Regions from separate parts of the Mus musculus genome. Here region 2 is linked to region 1. A link is a contact called in public promoter capture Hi-C data. All regions are on one chromosome and are shown on one strand. Each heading gives the region's core, a stretch centred on a gene start, on an enhancer-like site or on the middle of the called end of the contact. The rest is flanking DNA. Distances are from core to core; before and after follow the strand shown.

The links. Promoter capture Hi-C pulls out the DNA fragments that hold promoters and counts their contacts.
Region 2: a contact with region 1 is called in a promoter capture Hi-C map of stem cell-derived epiblast-like cells, with 2.8 times the contacts expected there. The contact joins the promoter of Mmp15 here to the promoter of Slc12a3 in region 1. A contact is called at or near these places in 3 of 39 promoter capture datasets (hematopoietic stem and progenitor cells, pre-B cells and stem cell-derived epiblast-like cells).

The regions. Positions count from the first base shown.
Region 1 is chr8:94,326,420-94,331,940 of GRCm38.p6, forward strand. It overlaps Slc12a3 (solute carrier family 12, member 3), which reads left to right and starts at 2,789. Exons shown (of 25, transcript NM_001205311.1): 1 at 2,789-3,094; 2 at 3,958-4,104; 3 at 5,232-5,307. The coding sequence starts at 2,819. It also overlaps a transcript of Nup93 not described here.
Region 2 is chr8:95,348,822-95,354,342 of GRCm38.p6, forward strand. It overlaps Mmp15 (matrix metallopeptidase 15), which reads left to right and starts at 3,475. Exons shown (of 10, transcript NM_008609.4): 1 at 3,475-4,197. The coding sequence starts at 4,048.

The sequences.
Region 1 (5,521 bases), core at 1,539-4,038:
CTTCCTCTGCCCGCCACTTAATGTCCAATAGAGGCAGGATCTGTGCCATGGGAATCCCCAAAGACCCCTTGTAAGCTCGTCTCCACCTGGCTTAGCTCTCCTTGGTTCTAGTCTCCATTCATTCCCTGTACAACCAACAAGCACTTATTGAGCCCGTGTCTGAAACTCTGGTTGGTTGAGATAGTCGCTGAACAATCTATTGTGCGAGGCCCCTGCCTCTGTGGCTGACTTCCTTTCCAAGAAATTGGAGGGAACACTGCCCCTCCATGAAAGGGAGCACTGAGGTCTGAGAGCATCTCCATGCTAGTAGGGTGACTCTGGGACGGTCTCTAACTGGTCTCAACACCGTCTTCCTAGCTAGACACATTTGCCCTGGTCTCTCTAGCCCAGAGTACCAGGGGCCAGCTGGGTCTCTTGAAAGCACCCACCAGAGTGCAATTTCCTGTTGGAGGTAGCAGGGCCTGGATGCCTTGGGGCAGGTCCTCTAGGGGATATGGGTAGACTCTGAGAAGTAGGGCCTGGAGTGCTTTCCTCTAGTTTCCTCTGGAAGATACTGGAGCCTGAGCCTGAACAGAGTCCCACCATGAGTAGACAGCAGCCCTCTGACCTTCACCCACCCTAGGTCTCCATAGGAACAAAGCAGGTAAAAGGCCTCCTCCAGGAAGCCTTCCCTGGTTGTCCACAACACCTTGACCCTTCTCCAGTGGTCCACTCCTCCAGCTGTCTGCTGACCTCCCAGCTGGTCTGGTCTGTTGTAGCTGTAGCTTCCCATGAGCCCTTGCTCCACCATGGCTTCTCTGAGTCCCTGGGCTCCTGCTGCCACACAGCATGGGGTGCTGGCTGGTCTGTTGGACAGTGACAAGAGTCCTCAGATCTTATTTTAAATTCCATAAACTTATTTTAAATTTCATTAAAAAAAAATCTTGTGCCACATGTGGTGGCACACGCCTTTAATCCCAGTACTTGGGAGACAGAGGCAGAAGGATCTCTGTGAGTTCGAAGCCAGCCTGGTCTACAAAGTGAATTAGAGGCCAGCCAGGACTATTACTGTCTGGAAAAAAAAAATCTTGCAAGTTAATAATAATATTCAAACAAAATTTAACCATACCCAAGGTCAGTACAACTTAGTGAACTTCTATACAGTTAGAATTGGCATAGAAACAGAAGCTATAGAGCTTCATGTTAAATTTTACACCTTTAGTGTCAAATGTATTTTTTGCAATTGTCCACCATCCAAATCAAAAAATAAAAAACTGTGACGGAGTTAGAACTAGGAATACATCAGCTTTTTGTCCCCTTTCTGTGTCCTGCTCTTTGTGCCATCCTTCCTCATTCCTTTATATTCAGCCTTTCTTATGCTCTTTCTTCATGTTATACTGTACCCACGGGTACTTTTGTTTTTATGCATACATATATTTTTGGCTAGATTCCACAGGAGGGAGAGTGTGTGGTTTATTTCTGAAGTTGTATGATCTCACCTAATATTCATACTGAGACTGTCCATTTTCCCGAAAACATTTTAACTTGATAGCCAAGTAGCATGCATATATATAATTTATACTTATATAACTTATGTATACATGGTTTATACATATACATAGTTTTTTTTACCCATTCATTTGTTGATTGTCAAGGTCGATTCCAAATCTTTGTTATAGTCAATAAAGCAGCAAGAAGCATGTACCGTCGTCTCCTATTCTTGTAAGGGGCTGGGTCACCTCACTGGGAAGTAACTGAGAGCAAATTCAGGACATGTGTCTGGGAGGGCAGAGGGAGCGGGCTTTAGGGTAGCCCTAAGCCTCAGATGATTCAGGGAAACACTGGGTGGTTCCAGAGACAGGGCAGGATGCCAGGCTTTTGTGCCCCACAGCCATGGATTACTGAACGCCCAGCCTCTTAGGGAAAGATAGTTATGGGTGGGGCCATTAATGTAAGGGCTGACTCTGGGACCCCTCACAGCTACAAGTCCATTGCTTTCTTAGGACACATCCAACATCCACTAGTTCATCATCAAGACCCAGAGTGTCTTTCATACCCCAGGGCAATGCCCCTGCAATGGCTTAGGAGCCTTTGCTGACCAGATCTCCTACTTCATGGGAACAATGCATGGCTCCAGGGAGGGAAAGACCAGTTGCTCTGGGCTCCAAACTACAGCCCCGTAGGCCAGCCTGTGAATGTGTAGGTCAGGCTGCACTGTGCCTGTTTACCCTAGAGGCCAGTGGCCAGCACCAAGCTCTCAAGGTTTGTCAGTCAAGAGGTGGCTGCAGGTCTGGCTTGAGGCCACTAATCACAATGGCTTATGTATATTGAAATGTATCAGGAAAGACGCTGAGACTGTGAGGGATGGAGATCGGAAGGCAGACTTCCTTTTTTTTTATATGCATGTCCTAAGATGACATCCATTCAAACTAGTAAATAAAATGAAAGAAATACATTGTGCCCAACACGAGGACTGTTAACCTGCAGTGTAGGTAGGCACCTTGCAGCAGGCCTTCTCTGGGTCCTCTCTCATGTCTGCTGCTTCCTGGGTCCTAGCTGCAGAACCTCTGCTACCCTAGGCTTAGAAGGGCTACTGCAGGACTCAGGGATGTGGCCCTGGCTCTAGCCCAGCCCTCCTGCTCCAAATTGGCCCCTGTGTCAATGATCAGATAAATGGGGGCAGGACAGCAGTTGCTATGGCTCCGCCCCCCACCCTGGCAGAGACCCTGCTCACTTGCCATGGGCGGTCTGGACCAAGCTCCCGCCTCCTCCCAGCCTATAAAGCCACCCTCAGTGCCCTTGCCCACTCTTGTCCCCTCCTTTGATACCCAGAGCCATAATGGCAGAGCTCCCCGTGACAGAGCTGCCTGGCGATGCTCTGTGCAGTGGGCGCTTCACCATCAGCACACTGATGGGAGGCGATGAGCCCCCACCAGCTGCCTGTGACAGCAGCCAGCCCAGCCACTTAACACACGGCAGCACCTTATACATGCGCACCTTCGGTTACAACACCATAGACGTGGTGCCGGCCTACGAACACTATGCTAACAGCGCTCTGCCCGGTGAGCCCCGGAAGGTGCGGCCCACCCTGGCTGACCTGCATTCATTCCTCAAGGTAAGCAGAAGTTCAAAGACTGGCCGCTTCCTGGCTGGGTAACGTTGGCATGATTGCCCAACATGTTCTGTCATTCGTGTTGTGAAAATGACTGGGCATCTTCCTCTAGGGTCAAGACACCCAAATGAATAGTGGACAGAGGTGCCATGAAGCTTGGGGGCACAAGTAATACATATTGTCCAGGCACCGGCAGCACAATGATAGCATAGCCTGCTGCTTATACAAATGCAGGTTGCACACCGCTGGGAGAGACTGTGAGAGGGAGGGAGGGAGCATGGTGAGCCCTCTCAAATATTAGCTCATCGGCTTCGCTGTCTGGGAGGCTGGAGGGTCCAATCCCTGTCACCTCACGGTTTCACCAACAGTTGGATGTTCTAACCTCTAACACTCTTCCGTGTTTCAAAGCTTCCCTCTGAAGGGACCAAACAAGACCCCTTGTTTGAATAGGGATGCTGAGATAGGTACTGGGATGAAGGTCCCAGAGTAGGCTGCGGTTGGTAGGAATACGAAATAGAAGATGACCATGCTGGAGTCCAGGCCTGGGTTCAAGACTCTCTGTGTCAGAGACCTGGTGTGTGGCGTGTGACATACTGCTTCACCTCCCATCCCGTGTCACTTCTCAGACTGCAGGCTTGTCAGACTCCAGCCCTCTGCCCTAGAGGGGAGGAGCCTCCCGGAGCAGAAGCATTCTGAATGCTCAGCTTGCTTGCTCTCTCTGGTGTTTCTCCAAGCTTCGAGTAGCATTGTACCCAGGAAGCTGTCCAAGGGCTGCCTGTGTGGCAAAGTGGGGCAGGCAAGACTGAATACAGACACCCAGCCCCTAACCCCCATTGCCTGACTCCTATTGGTCTCTGGGCCCCCAGCAGGAAGGTAGCCACCTGCATGCCCTGGCCTTTGATGGACGGCAAGGTCGTGAGCTGACTGATGGACTTGTGGAAGATGAGACAGGCACCAACAGTGAGAAGAGCCCTGGAGAACCTGTTCGCTTCGGCTGGGTCAAGGGGGTGATGGTGAGTGGCTGTGGCCCGGAGCTTGATGTCTAGACAGGGTGGGGGTAGAGCCCCATTCAGCCTCAGCTTTGACTCTCAGGCCCTAGTGAGCAGTTTAGACCTGGAGCTCAGTTTGGGCCTCAGTTTCCCCATCAGCAGTGGCCTCCAATTAATTGTATTTGGCTTCCCACAGTTCTTGGGCGCTCTTGGCCAAGACCCAATCCTAAGAAGATCTCTGCTTAGCTACTCACTAGTGTTGTAGCCTTAGGAAAGTTACTTAGCTACTCCTGCCTCAGTTTCCTCACCCGTAAAACTGAGCATTAAAATAGTTGTTAGGTGTGAGAGTTCTTGGATCAATGCCTGCTAGGGGGTTATTAGAAGAAATTCCCCACATGGCCACTAGAGGGCAGCACTAACATACACATCGACAATCCCTCCTCTCCCATCGCATACCATGGTACAGCCTAGTGTTAGCTGTAGTATGAAGCATAAGTAACCCTTCAGGAAGTAAAGACTCAATGCCCTTGACTTTGAAAGACAATATAGGGTTCTACAAAGATGTGGGGATGGGGTACAGGAGAAAGCAGAACCAGAGCCTTCACCCCCTCCCCGGGGGCTCCACATTCAGAGTTGGGACACCCCCCTGATCTGTGTTAGCCAGAACCAGGCACACCCTGATTTTCATCTCAGCAGATGTGAGCCCCAGAAATCTCATGAGTGTGAAGGTCACACGTCCCTACCTGGCCCTAGTAGTTGGCAGGGCCAAAGGCCTTGTCGGACCCTCCCATTTGGAATTTCAGCCCCAGTGATGACCTCTGGCTTTGCCTTTAATATGGAAGCAACCTGAGCTTTGATTTCTGCTCTACGTGGGGTGCTGGCTTCCCCTGGCTTTTGCTGATGCCTTCAGAATACTATGCCCGGGGTCAATAAGCTGCCCAAGGCAGTGGCTGGCCAGGCCTCCACGGCAGAGTGGGAGGAGGTGGGATAAAAATTGTCCTCCCCTTTCACCCCCAAGCCAGGCAGTCTGATCCCATGGGAGGGAGAGCACAAGAAACATCAGGTGTCCCCTAGACCTGGGAACAAGCACACGAGGCTTTGGCTTTGGGCACCTGGCCCTCAGGAAGCCTCTAACCCCACTCTCCTGCCAGATCCGTTGCATGCTCAACATCTGGGGAGTGATCCTCTACCTGCGACTCCCCTGGATTACGGCGCAGGCGGGCATCGGTGAGTGCCACCTCAAGGAGAAGGGAATGCACGAGTGCTTGCATTCTGGTCCCAACCCCTTGGGCTGTAGAGACTCCAGGCTAGGTCCGCTCCTTCCCAGCACACCCTCAGATGGCAGCAGCCACGGGTGGGGTGGAGTGGAAGAGACCATTGGATGCAGAGTCAGCAGTGTCAGGGTACCTCGGCAAGCCGACTTCTAGCGCAGAGTATTTGT
Region 2 (5,521 bases), core at 2,225-4,724, 1.0 Mb after region 1:
GAACAGCCCAGGTCTGGCCCTCTGGGTGATCAGAGGGGAAACGGGAGGTGTGCGGAGTAGAATCCCCGGCCCTTGTACTTGTCCAAACCGCTGAGGACTGCTCCCCTGGGGGAGGATGTGGCTCTGCAGGTCGTCTGTGTCTGTGCCGAGTGGAGTTAAAGTGCAGCCACTTTGAGAAATGGGCCAAGATCAATAAGCAGCTCTTCAATAGAGAGTGGAGGTGGTAATGGAGGAAGGAAGTCTGAGCTGTGCTGGGGGGGGGGGGGGGGGGATGGGCATGTAAGCCGTGCCTAAGGAGGCTGGCAGCCTTTGCTTGGCAGGCACCCAGACATGCAGTGTGCCTCCAGAGTGGAGCGCTGACAAGGCAGAAGCAGCCGGGGCGCTTCCTTCCAAAAGAGGAGAAGTGTTCCAGAAACCCAAGAGACAACTGGAGAGGGAAGGCCAGAGCAGGCTTGTCCACCGCTAGGTGGGTGGTGTTCGGGGAAGAACTGTTCTTGATGAGGATTTGATCGCGCTTGGGAGAGTACAGAATCAACACATCTGGCTCTGGCAACCTCAGCTGCTCCCTGCAGGGCAGGGAGGTGAGATGCTCATCTCCAGGCCTGGCTGGCTGATTTCCATCTGGCACCGAAGCCTTCTCCTCTGCCTCTTTAGACCACCCCAGCTCTGTTTCCAAGAGAGAGGGAAAGTACGTGGTTTGTTTATTTCTTCCTTCTCCTGGCACCCACAGTCCGAAAGACTGTCCTGTTGACCGAAAGGGTCCCGTTTTGCCAGCCTGGCACAGTACCAGTCACTGAAGTGATAAGTGCTCAAATACGAAGAGGCAAGAGTGTCAAACCAACCTTCCCCACCATAGAGGTTTTTGTGGATTAAAGAAATGGGGTGGTCTGAGGCATGGGAGGGTGGCTGGAGGTAGGGAAATGAGGCATAATGTGTTCTGCACTTTCAAGCCCCATCAGGGATGGGTTTGGGGTGTGCATATCTACACAGGTATGTGTGGAGGCTAGAAGAGGGGGTCATGTTCTTCCAGAGCCAGAGTCATGGGTAATTCTGACCTACCTGATGTGGGTGCTTGGAACCAAACTTGCATCCTCTGAAGAATAGGTAAATGCTCTTAACCACTGAGCCATCTCTCCAACCCATTCCCGTCCCTTTGAGCTGCCTCCAAGTCTGAAAAACAGGCCACCTATTCTCCCATGACCCTTTCATCCTAGGGGCTACTGACAGCAAAGCTAATGGGAGTGTACCACATAGCTACATACTTCTAAAACTGATAGGGGAAAAAAAATCAGGTAATGGGGGCTAGAGAGATGGCTCAAAGGTTAAGAGCGCTGAATCTGGGTCCTCCTCTTACAAATAAGAAAGCAAACCTAGATGGGAAACAAAATGCTCCAGATTCCAGTGAAGTCGACCTGGGCCGGGAACCCAGAGACCTGGTTTGAAATCCAGAGTTTTCTGAAGAATCTCTCACATAAAGATCCATTTCCACTGCTGCTGGGTGTGGTATTCGGCTTTAATCCTGGGAGGCGAAGCAGGTGGATCTCTGTGAATCAGAGAGCAGCCTGGTCTATAGAGTGAAGTCCAAGACAGCAAGGCTACACAATGAAATACTGTCTGGGAAAAACTTTTTTGAGGTGGGGAGGGGAAAGGGACGGGGGGGTGGGATCCATTTCCTACAGCTAGAACAACCGGCAATGGGGGGGGGGCATCAGATTTGACTTATCATAGTCTCTCAAATCTTGCCGACTCGAGTGAGATTGGTTTTCTTTTTTCTTATTCCGAGTTAGCCCCATAAACTCAGTTTAAAAAAAAAAAAAAGTTGGGAATAAATTTGGCAAACAGATGCAGTACACCTGAACAGAAAAGGGGCTGTTTTTCACCAGACACTAGACATTTGTCAAAATCAAATTTCTTTTTTTTTCTTTTTTTTTAAAGATTTATTTATTATATGTAAGTACACTGTAGCTGTCAGACACTCCAGAAGAGGGAGTCAGATCTTGTTACAGATGGTTGTGAGCCACCATGTGGTTGCTGGGATTTGAACTCTGGACCTTCGGAAGAGCAGTCGGGTGCTCTTACCCACTGAGCCATCTCACCAGCCCCAAAATCAAATTTCTAATTAGAAAATTCAGCAGCTGGTTTTCCCGGCGAGGGACCCCCAACAGAGAGGTCCACCAGTGGGAAGGGGAGAGACTGCCTCTACCTCTTCTCTAAATCCCCATCTCCTTTCCTCGAGCTGTTAGTAGGCCAGGCAATGGGTATGCTTTATTTTCCTTCAGCCGGTGAGTGGGTTCAAACCAGCCATAAGGTCCTTTGCCAGGTCTCCTGATTCTGAGAGGTGAGAGGGGTCGGAGGCATCCAGAGAGTCAACTCTAGGAAAGACCACCCTCAGGGAAGGTAAACACCATTTCTCTAGTCTGTGGGGAGGTGATAAAGTGTGCTGCCTTCTGCCCTGGTTCTCAAGTGGCATACCAATTCCCCCAGTTAAGGACACTAGGGCTGACCTGGGGTTGGACGAAGTTGCCGTGGCCCTTCGATCACCTTAGCGTCCACGCCGGAGTAAAAATTAAAATCCAGCCCCAGCTTCCCCAGAAGGTTTGCCCTTCCACCCGGAGTTCCGATGGGCCTCGCGGGCACAGAGACCAAATATAGTGGAATGGACTTTTCTTGGAAACGAAATGTGTGCACACTAGGAACCGGAACCCTCAGCCCAACACTGAAACTCAGAAAAAAATCTAGTCAGTTGCTCTTATCCACTGGGCAGGGAGTAAGGATGCAGACTCACACGCCTTGTAAGCGTGCGCTCTAGGTTGCATTCAGCACTAGAGGCGCCCCAGAGGCGCCCTAATCCCAGACTTCTCCACTGGGGAAATTTACTAAAGAGACTAAGACACTCTGCTCTGGGACTTGCGTGGGTGTGTAGGGTCTAACGAGCGCTACGGTGGCACAGGTTCTATCGGTTCACCAAGTAGGTCCTGGAGATCGAAGTTTTTCGCCGTACTTGACAAATTTGATAGTGGCCAGGGCCTTTACCTGCTGAGCCATCTTACTTGCTCCTCCAACTTCCCCCCACCCCCAGAGTTTTATTGCCATGTTTAAAAGCTTAAAGCAGTACTTCAGGTCCTTACCCAAGTCTTTTTCTGTCCCACTTTGATCTGAATGTCCTCTCGCCTCCCTCCAAGGGAGATCTCGCCTTCCTTGCGCCCTCCCTCAGCATAGGGTCGAGTCATGGGTCACTCCTGCTCCCCAGAGATAGGAGCTAAGCAGGCTAGGAGAGGTTTACTGCCATCAGGAAAAATGGAGTAGGGTCACCCACCTGCCGGGTCACCGCAGGCGGCACCTGCTACTGAGAAGCCTCGGGTTAGGTCCCGCCCCCAGCCTCCGCCTGGCTTTGCGCACAGGGAGCACACTGGCCCTTTAAGAACCGCGGCTCCCGCCGCGCACTGGGAGTAGGGCTGCGGAGCCAAACTCGCCGGGGACGCCGGGCGCTGGCTAGCTGGCTGGCGGGCTCGTCGCTCTGTCGGGCCGGTTCCCTGCGCCCCTCCCGGGACTGCCTGGGGATCCAGGCCCGATTGGGCGCGGCAGCTAGTGGAGTCGCCAGAGGGAAGCGCGCACTCTGGGCAGCGCGGAGGACCTTGGGCATGGACAGAGAGTGCAGGGCGCGCAGGGGGCGCCGCGGGACCGGGCGGCCGGAGCGCTGAGCCAGACAAAGGCTCTGGAGTTCTGCTTGCTCTCGGGGGCCGGGGCCAGGGCGCACCGCGCCGACGCTGCGAGACTCTGCGGCGTGCAGCTCGGCCGGTCCCCTTCTCCAGCGGGCGAGTCCCCGCGTGCCCCGACCTGCCCTGCCCGCTTCTCACCCGGTTTGGGAATTGGCAGAGGGGACCTGAGCTCCTCAGGCAGGCACCGGGAGCCGGAGGTCCGCCGCGCGCCCGCGGGGCCGGGAGCCAGGGAGCGTCGCAAGTTTCCCAGCCGCGTGCGAGGACGCGGTGCGGGCCAGCCAGCTAGCCCCGCGTGCAGCGCTCAGGACCGGGCTGACTGCCTAGGAGCATGGGCAGCGACCGGAGCGCACTCGGACGTCCAGGCTGCACTGGCAGCTGCCTCAGCAGCCGAGCTTCGCTGCTCCCGCTGCTACTGGTGCTTCTGGACTGTCTGGGCCATGGTACAGCGTCTAAAGACGCCGAAGTGTACGCCGCGGAGGTAAGAACCCGAGGGATGTAGTGCGAACCACACCCGCCGCAGCGGGGACCTGCAGGTGGGGGGAGACGCACCCGGCCTTAGGGGGTGAGGACCGATCTGGGCTGGAGAGCCTGATTGAAAAAGCGGGACTGGCAGGCTGCCACTCCCTGGTCAGAGCTCTGCTGCGCGCCTCTTCCCAAAGCCCTGGGAGCACAGAGCTCGCAGCTGCTGTGCACCCTGAAAGCCGCTCGGGGCACTGACCCGCCCTAGCTTGAGTCCCTGCAGCCGCTTCCGCAGCCCCTATCCCTCGCCTCCAGTCATTTAGCCCGCGCGATTCCTCGAGAGCCGGATCCGCGCAATGTGGGCTTTACGAGTGACGAGGGGTGGGGTGCTGCGGGTAGTGAGAGCTTAGGCGGAGCAAGAGCCCCGCAGCGCTCGCGCTTTGGCTGAAGCTCCTTTGGCTGACATCGTGCGTCGCCGGGCTAGCCAGGGTGGTTGGGGGATGGGTGTGAATCTCCCAGGCTAATGACGGATTGCAAAGGTGCTTTGGTGACTTCTTGGGGCTGAAGCATTCCCACTCCAGGGACAGGGTCTGAAGGACAGGCCCTATCTTCTGAAACACTTTTCACACCAGCGTCCCTACGCCCAGGCCTGGGTGAAACTGGGTAGACTCCACGCCTCTTTTCTCTGGAAGCCGGGCTGACGTCCATATGCTGGCTGCTCTCTGGATTGGTCCTGCAAGTGACCAGGCGCGGTCTCTGCTCAGAGTCCCTATGGGTACCTCTCCCTCCAGTGTATGCCCCTAGCGCGCTGGGTGCCATCGAACTTTTAATGATCATTCTTTCCAGCTCTAGGAGAAAGGAGACTAGGTGTGGAATCTGGAGAGAGGATGAGCCAGGGTCTGCATCTTCTGTGTAGGCTTGGGGCCTTGGTGCCCTTGGGCTGCCTGGAGCGATGGTTTGCAGACAGCCTACTATTCCATCCCAGCCCCGAAGGCTTGCCCAGTTTTCTAGTCTGCCTGAGAGAGATTTTTCCAATGGAAGTCTGTTCCCTCCCCCATCTTACTTTAATAAAAACTTGGGTTGGGGGGGGCCAGTTTACACCTCCAATCCTCCACCTGCCTTGCCTTCCTCTCATCAGATCAGAGAGTTGCAGGGAACCCAACCCAATTCACAATGCCTTGGGGCAGAGGCTTTCAGGGGGAGCTCCTGCTGGTAGGAATTGTTTGCCTGTAACCTAGGTGCTACCACCAGAGAAGGTGCCAAAGAATTTCAAGTCACTGATTCCCCTTTGAGAATTTGTGGCCTACACAGACCAAGCTGGAGTCTGGTGGTTGTGAATGGGC